Regions from separate parts of the Sus scrofa genome. Here regions 2 and 3 are each linked to region 1. The links are chromatin contacts, called in public HiChIP or PLAC-seq maps. All regions are on one chromosome and are shown on one strand. The core of a region is the stretch at or near the end of the contact, and the rest is flanking DNA. Distances in the headings are between cores, read along the strand shown.

Region 1 (3,321 bases), core at 270-2,769:
TTAAAATACATGCAATCGCCTTTTAGAACTGAAAACATGACCTTCTGAAAAATCTTTTTAAGGCACTTTGGATCTTGAATATACTGTTTCCTTCTTTACTGTGACTGCCATGATGACTAGGGTCAAATTTGTAATCCATCTTTAGAACTCACAAATTTTTACTGCAGCCATTTTGTGTATTAACTTTATCCATGACTTCATTTTAATTTCCCCTTATATTCTCCGTGATTTCTCCATTCAATTGCAATAACGTTTTCTGGTATCTCTGTAAACAGCATCACATCACTGGGGAGAGGGATTGATGCGAATAAATAAAAATGAAGAAAATCATCCTCTCAATCAGGGTGCAGACCTGTTTCAGCATATTTATGACAGGGTTTTTTTTTTAATTTGAATTCACCATTAATATTTTAAAATCCCAGTATTTCATATAAAAATCCAGATTTCAGATGGCTCCGTGGCAAAATGTAACAAGTTCTTATCTCCCTGGACCAACATGCTGGCGAGATGAGTCCTTAAGCCGCCACTTCGGTCTCCAGTGGTCACAGAAATCCTCACACATCCACTTTGCTCATTCATATTACCTGAGAGATTTGCTAATGAGTTCCAAAAAAGGAAGGAACGTCAGGATTCTGCAATACAAACAGGAGGGCGCGCGTCTTTTTCGTTCTTTGAAAGACGTTGTAGAAATAACAGACACAATTCATTCTGCAAACCTTCACTGGACCTCTCCGCTGCGCTGGGCCCTGGCGATAGGTGATTTAAAAAAGAAGCAGAGGTCTGGGTCCTGGTTGGCTGATGCCGCCAGGAATTACCGCCACGAGCACAAGGAGCGTTGAACTGAGGTCAGTTCTGAACCGAAGGTGGAACGGTACTTAGCGTAGAATATTTATTAAAGCGTCTCAGCCAGGTTCCCCTGCATTAGACAGTCGTCCAAGCAGTCCACGGCCCGTTCGCAGATGGGGCGGGAAGACAAAGTCACGTCTCGGCTCCGCGTTGATTCACCCGCAACGCGACTCCTGAACGAGGTGCACTCTCCAAGGATGCCCGTGTTTCCGGAGCAACCGCCTGGTCCCTCCCCCTTTGACTCCGCCCCCGGCAGTCTTTCCCGCCAAAGGCCGTTAACAGCGCAGAGCATGGTGGGACCTAGCTTTAGGCTAGGTTTCACCAAATACTTTCAAGACGCCGTTTTTTTGAGAGAAACATTCCTGAGGAAACTGCTGATTCTTTAGGATTCGACAGAGATTAATAACCCCTTTTACGAGAGCTCTATATTTAATTTTGCCACAAGGCTGGTCACTCCCTTATTAAACCCCTCGACAAATCGGGAAGGCGGGAACTTTTTTCCCTTCGCGCGGAGGGTGACGTCGCGCTTGCGCGAGCGTCACTCTCGCAGCACCCGTTACGCTCTTGCGCGTGCGTAGTGAGATCGAATAGCTGCTTCCTCCCGCTTCTCTTCCTCCCTCCCCCCCATATCCGTGCGCCGAGCTGATAAAGGCGCCATTTTGGAGGGGCCGCGGGAGACGTGGTGTCGCTGCGGGCTCGCTCTCCCGCTCGCTAGGCTTGGTGGGAAGGCCTGTTCTCGAGTCCGCGCTTTTCGTCGCCGCCATGTCGGGAGGTGGTGTGATCCGTGGCCCGGCAGGGAACAACGATTGCCGCATCTACGTGGGTAACTTACCTCCAGACATCCGAACCAAGGACATTGAGGACGTGTTCTACAAATACGGTGCTATCCGCGACATCGACCTGAAGAATCGCCGCGGAGGACCGCCCTTCGCCTTCGTTGAGTTCGAGGACCCGCGGTGAGGCGGCCAGGGGCTTGCGGCCTTGAGGAAATAGGTTGGAGTAGTTGGGGAAGGCTCCGGGGCCTTCACTTGGGGAATGGGGCGGTGGGTTCTTGGGTTGGGGGCCAGACGATATCGCCCATGCAGGAGTCGAGTAAGGAGCCGAGTCGGCGTGGCTCCTCTGGTGGCCGGGCCCCACGGACGTCCCTAGAGCCGACTCGCAGGCTCGGAGCGGGAAACTGAGGCGCCGAGGGCTGCTGGAGTGGTCGGGAGCCTGGCGTGCTTCTGGGTGGGGGAGGGGCCGTTCCTATTATGCGGCGCATGTGGGCTCTTCCACCCCGGTGCGCATGTGCGGGGGCCCGCTCGCTCCCCGGCGGAGTGAGCCGCCCCTCCTGGCCCTTTTTTTTTTTTTTTCTTCTTTTCCTTACCCCTTGGCTTTCTCTGGTCACGCAGAGACGCAGAAGACGCGGTGTATGGTCGCGACGGCTATGATTACGATGGATACCGTCTGCGGGTGGAGTTTCCTCGAAGCGGCCGTGGTACCGGCCGAGGCGGCGGCGGGGGTGGTGGCGGCGGGGCTCCCCGAGGGCGCTATGGCCCCCCATCCAGGCGTTCTGAAAACAGAGTGGTTGTCTCTGGTGAGTTGGCGGGTCCGTGCGGATTGATGATAAGGGGACCGCACACCGTTTTGAAGTTTTTCTTGGTGTTTTCATGCCAGGTCTTCACTTAAACCGGAGTGCCTTGGGTGACTTTAGTTAACAAGGACTACTCTATTTGAGACTTAGCGAATTAGGTTGCAGTACCTAGAAGATAAGAAGAGCCTTAACTTTACAAATAATTTTGGACTCTTGATTCCGAACTCTTTTAACAGCTCGTTAAACGGGATGTTAAAGACCGTTGGTTTTAAGTCTTGTTTTAATGTAACCTTTATGTTTAATGTGAAACTTAGGATAATTGGTATTGAAAGAAAACGCACTTTTTCAGGACTGCCTCCAAGTGGAAGCTGGCAGGATTTGAAGGATCACATGCGTGAAGCAGGTGATGTATGTTATGCTGATGTTTACCGAGATGGCACTGGTGTCGTGGAGTTTGTACGGAAAGAAGATATGACCTATGCAGTTCGAAAACTGGATAACACTAAGTTTAGATCTCATGAGGTAGGTTATATTCTTTTCCTTGGCCAGAATTGGATACAGTGGTCTTAACAGTGGAATTTGAAGGTAAGATTCAGGCAAGGGTGTCCAAGTAAAAACCCAGTAAAGTGCCAGATTTCTGGTTTGAGTTACGTTGATTCATTCAGCATGCCTGAAGACAGGTGAAAGCTTAGATCTTTCAATCGAAAGTTCTGTCTATCCAATAGGGAGAAACTGCCTACATCCGGGTTAAAGTTGATGGGCCCAGAAGTCCAAGTTATGGAAGATCTCGATCTCGAAGCCGTAGTCGTAGCAGAAGCCGTAGCAGAAGCAACAGCAGGAGTCGCAGTTATTCCCCAAGGAGAAGCAGAGGATCACCACGCTATTCTCCCCGTCATAGCAGA
Region 2 (3,321 bases), core at 269-2,768, 130 kb after region 1:
AGGAGGGCAAAGGGCACAGCATGTGCAAAGGCCCAGTGGCAGGAAAGAGCGGGCCATTTGGGGGAACTCCAGGAAAGGTGGAATGGCTGAGTGAGGCTGGAGAGTCCAGCAGATCGGGGAGGGCCTTATGGGTCCTCCAGGGAGCTTGGATCTTATCCTGCAGCCAACAGGGACAAGCTGGACAGTGATGTGTCAGGTTCTAGGAATCTCACCCTGGCTGCTGGGGGCATTCAGATTTGAGTGGGAGGTTGGGGCAGGAATGGTCTGGCTCCCTGCTGCCACTCCAATCCCTGGGGTGCCTTTGAGACGGCAAATGGAGCAGGGTTTGGGAGCTGGCCGTGCTGGGGCACAGAGAGGCAGGGCCATCCCAGGGGAGCCTGCCTGGGATGCCAGGATCCCTGGGCACAAGTTTTACCAGGATGATCTGTGTCCCGGGACAGGCCTGACCCCATCTGAGCTTCAATGTCCAGTCTTTACCAAAAATCCTGCCTGGAAGGCTTGTGGCCGAAATCCTTCTGGGCTCTGATATTCTTTGGGTCCACGTGGGGGTCTGATGGGGCATGAAGTTCAAGTTCTGGGGTCCAGAGGCAGAAGCTCTGGGCCAGGAGAGCCTCCCCAGCTTTCTCTCTCTTCCCCTCCCCCAGCCCGTCCTTTCCTCTCTGTCCTGAGCCATAGACCAACCCTGAAGCCCAGAGGCACCCCTCCTCACAGGCCACCTGCTGTTCTTCCGCTGAAATTACAGCCTTGGAAGTTTTTTATTTGCCTCTCAGCTCATTTCTGACATTCCTTTCTGACCACAATGGAGTTGCCTGGCCGCCTGCGCTCAGGGGCCCCCTGGCTCTCGCAGCTGTGTGCAGATCCGCTCTCATCCGCCGATGCCCCGGGCAGGGGGACTGGGAGGGGGCTGAGCCCCGCAGCCGGGACACTCAGCCTCCTGGTCTTTGGCCCCTTCTCACTCGAGTTCTCAGTAACAGATGGCTAGAGGGGTCCAGCTGCAACTCTGAGGCTCCCCTCCCCACAGCTTTCCAGGGTGGCTCTGGCTGGGGTTGAGTTGGGGGACCCATGTCCTGGGTGAAGTCCCTGAGGAAGGGTGGCGACCCTGGAGAGGATTTCCCCAGGGTGCCAGGTCGACCAGAAGGGGTCCTCAAGTCCCTGAGAGGCAACGGCCAGCTGCTTCTCTGACTCTTTGGTCTTTAGAGAAAAATGAAGCCGCCAACAGTGGCGGGAGGCGAGAAGGAAGCGTGCCTGGGCTACATACGATGCAGGCTCTTCTCCAGACCCGTCCTGCATCTGCACAGTGAGATGGGCTGGGGTTCCCTGGCTCCCGTCTGCGGGCCGGGCTCCCACCACGCACTTAGCAGCTAGTTATCCTGTCTGCTGCCACCCCCGCCCTGCCCCCTCAGCCTGCCAGGCCACCCGCCCAAAATAGAAAAGGAAAGGAAGTTATTTCCATAGTCAGTGGCAGCCCGGAAAAGCTCCCCTCCAGTGAGGGGGCGGGCGGGATTCCTGGAGCTGGAGACCAAATCAAAGCCAGACCCGAGGGAGAGTGGCCCCCACCTCCCCGCCGGCCCTCCTCGGCTGCCTTCTCTGTGTGTCATTTCCCTGATTCAGCAGAACACGTGTCCTGCGGTTGCCACGCTGCAGGCTGCCGAGGAGCCGTGGGGAGCTCCTGGCTGGGGCCCCAGGCTGCCCTCAGGCCAAGGATGGGAGGGCGGGAGGTTGGGGATCAGGCAGGGCGCACGCCGGCCGCGGCCTCCTTCCTCTCCCACCCACCTCGCTGCTGGCCTTGCCTGGCCCAGGAGAGCGGCGCCCCCGGGCCCCTTGGAACAAGACCCCTTCCAAGCCCGCACCTCCATGTACCTCAACAGCCTCCAGAGGGGCTCCTCTATGCCTGGGCAGGGTGGGGGAAGCAGTTTGTAGATGAGGAAGCTGAGCCCCAGAGGGGACAGGGTCTCACCGGGGACGACCGGGACTACTGTGCTGGCTTGTGGCTACACCAGATCTGGAGCCTGCCCTCCCCTGCCCTGTGGGGATCTTGGTATCCCCACATCCCCCAGCCCCAGCAAACCAACACTGGGGCGGGCTGGGCTGTTGGCAGCTCTGTCTGTTCCCCTTGGAGTATACCTATTCGCAGCCATAAGCTCATGTCGTGCTGGGTGCTGGGGACAGAGCGTGAAAGCATATGATCCCTGCAGCCATGGCTGAAACCACAATAGCCAGCATGGACATGACCCCTGTAACCATGTCTGAGACCACAACACCTGGAGTTCCCGTTTTGGCACGACAGGATTGTGGCATCTCTTGCTGGGCGCGGGTTCGATCCCCGGTCGGCACAATGGGGTAAAGGCTTCAGGGTTGCTGCGTTCAGTGTAGGTTGCAACTGCAGCTCAGATCTGATCCCTGGCCCAGGAATTCCATAAGCCATGGGGTGGCCAAAACAGGGGAAAAAAAAAAAAAAAATCCCTAACACCCAACATGGAGATGACCTCAAGTCCATGTCTAAATCCACAACCAACGTGAGCGTCGTGAATACGGAGCTCTCTAGGCCCAGGGACCTTGAAGGTGCTGGGTGCTGGGAGCAGCGAAGGTCTGGTGCAGCAGGAGCCCGGCCCAGAGGCTGGGGGTGAGCCGAGGCCCGTTGAGACGGTGAGCTAGAGCACCGGGCCTTTGTGCCAGAGCCGTGGAGACCCAGGGAAGCCTTGGCGCGGGAGTGCCGTTCAGAGCATCGTCCTGGTGTGATGGGCCAGGACAGCTGTGTGTGGGCCTGACTGTGTCTTCCTCCTTGTCATCTCTCCTCTTCAGCATCGATGTGCTGGGCTCCGTGCCCCCTTCCAGCCAGAGGCGCTATCGGAACTGGAACCCCCCACTGCTAGGCAACCTCCCTGAAGACTTTCTCCGCATCCTGCCCCAGCAACTGGACAGCATACAGGTAGTGGGGCGTCCCCTCCAGCCCTGGCCTGGGCGGCATCTCTGCTCACCCACACCATTCCTGCCAGGCCGGGTGTTTAAGCCCAGGCAGAGCTATTTTTGATGCTTGTGATTGTAGGGGGACAAAAATGCTGAAGCAAAAGCCTCATCTCCTGTCTGGATCTGGAGGTTTCCTCTTCCCCCCGGGAAGGTGACAGCCCCGAGGACCCTCTTGGCTGCGGCCTTCACCCCAGGCTGGAGGCAGTGGGTCGGGGGCGGTCAATGGCAGAGGACCAGAGCACCTTCCTTCCCTCCCCTGGGAAAGGCCAGGGAGGCTTCTCCGCAGAGGTTGGCCCTTGCAGCGTGTCTCCCCTGTGACAGCTGGTCCAGGGAGAGCTTTGAGTTTGCAGATCA
Region 3 (3,321 bases), core at 229-2,728, 110 kb after region 1:
CCAGGCTAGGGGTCCAATCGGAGCTGTAGCTGCTGGCCTACACCAGGGCCACAGCAACGCAGGATCCAAGCCATGTCTGTGACCTACACCACAGCTCACGGCAATGCCAGATCCTCAACCCACTGAGCAAGGCCAGGGATCAAACCCTCAACCTCATGGTTCCTAGTCGGATTCGTTAACCACTGCGCCACAGCAGGAACTCCTCTGCCGCAGCCTTAGATTGGTCTAAATGATAGGGGATGGCCCAGAGAGGTAAGCAGCTCATCCAAGATCACACAGCCTGGCCTGGCAGAGCTGAGTCTGTCTCTCCCTCTCTTCCTCCTCTTCTTCCTCTCAGGTCCAGCCAAGCCACCTTTTCCCAATGGCTGTGCCTAACGGTCCTCTCTGCCCTTCCCGACCCCCACCCCCACCCCTGCCCCACGCCACCTCCCGGGAGGGGGCACAGGTGTGGCTGCCCAGCAGCTTGGGGCGCCTCGGGAATGAGGCTGGCTTTGTTGCAGCCCCAGCAGCTGTGGCCGTTTGAGTTTCCATTAAGCCGTTTCCGCGCCTTGAGCTGGAGCAGGAGGCTCGGCATTTAAAGGTCACCCGGCTTTTGAAGCTGCAGTGACATTAATAGCTTGGGAAGAAAGCAAGCCTGTGCGGGGCAGGAGGACAAGGCGTCTCTGTCAGCGCTGCCCCCCTCCCCTCCGCTGGGCGCTCACTCGCGTACACACACACACACACTTACACACTCGGACACTCCCCCGCAGCCCCCCCAGACCCTGACAGCCTCTCTCTGTCTCTTGTCCCCCACCCCCCTGCTCCCCTTGTGGGGCCTCTGCAGCTCAGAAGCCAAGAAGCTCGGCAGACTTCCCTGCGCCCTGCCCCCATCGCCTCTGAGGTGACAATTGGACAAGGATGCAGCTGCCCCGGGCCCCACAGCCTCTCCATTAACGCTGCCATTACCCACTTGAGGTTTCCCCAGGACTTTAAACCATGGTTACACAAGCATCCCCCGGGGGTCACATGACCTCCTTCTGGCCCTGCTGGCTTTTGCAGCCCGGATTCCTAATGAGACAAAGTAAGCCTGGGCCTGGTCTCAGACGGGAAATGTGAGGGCTGGCAGGCAGGGTGTATCATGCTTGCCAGTTCTAAGCTCTTGGTAGGAGCTTGCCCGGAGCGCTGGGTTGAGTTCCTAGGCTGTGCAGGTTCCACAGGACAATAGCTGGATGGATTAGTGATGTCTGTCAAGGACGTGGGATAGACATTAGTGGCCTGTGTGTCTTATATGTCCCACCTTGGGAATAAATGATTTCGAAACTCTTCCAGACTTGGGTTGTAAGACTTCTGGGGCAGCTGGGTGGCTCCTCTCCCTTCTAATCCGCCCCAGAGTGGGGGTGGGGCTGATTCCAGTTCTTGGAGAGAAGCAGCTCTGCGGTCCCTTTCCTGGGAGCAGCCACAGCCTGAGCCCTGGGACACCACCTAGTGGCCTGGCATGGCCATGCCATTGGTGCCATTGGGCTGGGCCCAGATCTTAGGCCACAAGGGACAGCCAGTTCCTCTGCAGGCTGTGATCACAGCAATTACAGATGGATCACAAGATCCGGTCTGTCCCTCCTCCCTGGGGGATTTTCAGAGGAGGGAGCCTGGGATGGGGAGGGACAGAGCTGGCCTTGGGCAGTCCCACCCCCTTCCAGAAGAGTGGGGGGCGGGACAGGAGAGGGCTGGCACCTGGGACCTCTGACCTCTCAGCCCAGCACCTCCTCCTGTAACCCTCTCCCTTTGGGGTTGAGTCCTGGCGCTCCCAGGAGACAGTAGAATCTCTATTCAGATCTTGCAGGGGGTTAACCTCCTGCTCCCCTGGAGCTGTCACTGGCTTAGAAGGACCAGCCTGCCATCAGCCTTGTGTGCCAGGGATGAGGCCCTCACACCGGGTGGCAGAGGGCCGCAGCAACTTAGCCAAGTCACTGGGCTGCCTTGGGCTTGGTCGGTTCACCTGTGAACTGGGGTCACAATACACCGTGCCCTGTATACGTGATAGATTTGTTGTGAGAACTAAACGAGGACCTAGTGGAGACAGGGCTTTGGAAATGAAGAAAGCACCCCCATCCCCACCCCATAGCCCAAGGGGGTGGGGAGGGGAAGAGAACCTACAGTTACCACCTCCACGTCTTTCCTTCCTTCTTATCCACCTGACCAGTATTTGTTGACCGTGCCTGGCACTGTTTTGGGGCACTGGGGATCGCAGAGCGAATAAAACCCTCTTGGAGCTACATTCTAGTCGGGAAGGTGGTCATTGATAACTAAACATATACTCTCTCTGGTGGTCGAGAGGAAAACAAAGCAGGGCAAAGGCGAGGGACCACCTTTAAAGGTGGCAGATGGGCTGGGTGCTGTTGGCTCACTGATACAGTGATGCTTGCGTAGGGACCACAGGGAGGGAGGGAGCCACAGAGATATTTGGGAGAAGAACACGGCAGACGGTGGAAAGACTAAATGCTGAGGCTTCTGGATGGAAGCGTGTGCGACTTGTGGGTGGAATAGCAAAGAGCCAGGGCGGCAGAGCGGGGAGAGCTAGGGCAAGGGAGAGGGGGGTGTCTGTGTGTGTGTCCGCATGGACGTGGTGTGTGGGCAGTGTCAGAGAGGGGCCACGGTGACTGAGTTCTTGCCACGTGCCTGACCCGTGGGGTCTGATGGCCCACAGCAGGGCTCCGGGTTGTGTCCTGAGGACATGGAGAGCCACTGGGAGGGCTGGAGCCGAGGAATGTCGTGACTGCCATGATATGGTCTGTGGGGACGTGATGGGGTGAGGCCAGGACACCGAGAAAGGGCTGGCAGCAGTGCAGGTGAGGAGGGATGGCTGGATTCTGGAATCCTTTTGAAGACAGAGAAGACGGGATTTGCTGCGATTGGAGGGGAGCACTCAAGGAGGGTTCCCAAGATTTTGGCTTGAGCCAAAGAGAGGCAAGGTTGGCTGGAAAGGAAACCTTGGGTGGAAAGGAATCCCAAAGTCAGATCACCTGTTACGTTGGAGCTGCTATTGAACAGCCAAGTGGAAGCAGTCGGTCTGCTGTGCAAGTGTGGAGTTGAAGGGCGTGTTCCCGGTGGGACCTCAGGGCAAGAGAAATTGAGGAGCCAGTATTTTCAGGGTGTGGATGGTATGGAGAGTCATGGGGCTGGATAAGCTTGCTCAAGGTGGAGTTCCTGTTGCAGCTCAGTGGGCTGAGGACCTGACGTTGTCTCTATGAAGATGATTCAATCCCTGGCCTTGCTCAGTGGGTTAAGGATCTGGCATTGCTGTGAGCTGTGGTGGAGGTTGCAGACGTGGCCCAGATCTGGTGG

What was found. HiChIP or PLAC-seq counts read pairs in DNA pulled down with a chosen protein or histone mark.
Region 2: an H3K27ac HiChIP or PLAC-seq map of skeletal muscle shows a contact between it and region 1. The contact joins the enhancer-like site here to the promoter of SRSF1 in region 1. A contact is called at or near these places in 17 of 47 Hi-C or Micro-C datasets (blood, embryonic fibroblasts, fetal liver and 7 more) and 2 of 2 datasets of contacts at active chromatin or transcription factors (alveolar macrophages and skeletal muscle).
Region 3: an H3K27ac HiChIP or PLAC-seq map of skeletal muscle shows a contact between it and region 1. The contact joins the enhancer-like site here to the promoter of SRSF1 in region 1. A contact is called at or near these places in 6 of 47 Hi-C or Micro-C datasets (embryonic fibroblasts, heart right ventricle, liver and 1 more) and 2 of 2 datasets of contacts at active chromatin or transcription factors (alveolar macrophages and skeletal muscle).

What each region holds. Positions count from the first base shown.
Region 1 is chr12:34,280,316-34,283,636 of Sscrofa11.1, reverse strand. SRSF1 (serine and arginine rich splicing factor 1) reads left to right here and starts at 1,519. Exons shown (of 4, transcript NM_001038007.1): 1 at 1,519-1,802; 2 at 2,238-2,422; 3 at 2,769-2,941; 4 at 3,145-3,321. The coding sequence starts at 1,609. LOC110256034 (a long non-coding RNA gene) reads right to left here and starts at 2,229. Exons shown (of 2, transcript XR_002337195.1): 1 at 1-2,229.
Region 2 is chr12:34,155,213-34,158,533 of Sscrofa11.1, reverse strand. CUEDC1 (CUE domain containing 1) reads left to right here. Exons shown (of 11, transcript NM_001243919.1): 3 at 2,803-2,929. Among named protein-coding and RNA genes, the nearest start is that of CUEDC1, 11 kb to the left of the region's middle. Within about 2 kb of position 1,518, at least 65 of the 83 cell types and tissues checked have an H3K27ac peak or open chromatin away from gene starts, as enhancers often do. A contact at or near this core is called in embryonic fibroblasts, fetal liver, liver and 4 more, where this site is marked.
Region 3 is chr12:34,172,703-34,176,023 of Sscrofa11.1, reverse strand. No RefSeq gene overlaps it. Among named protein-coding and RNA genes, the nearest start is that of CUEDC1, 6.6 kb to the right of the region's middle. Within about 2 kb of position 1,478, at least 42 of the 83 cell types and tissues checked have an H3K27ac peak or open chromatin away from gene starts, as enhancers often do. A contact at or near this core is called in skeletal muscle, where this site is marked.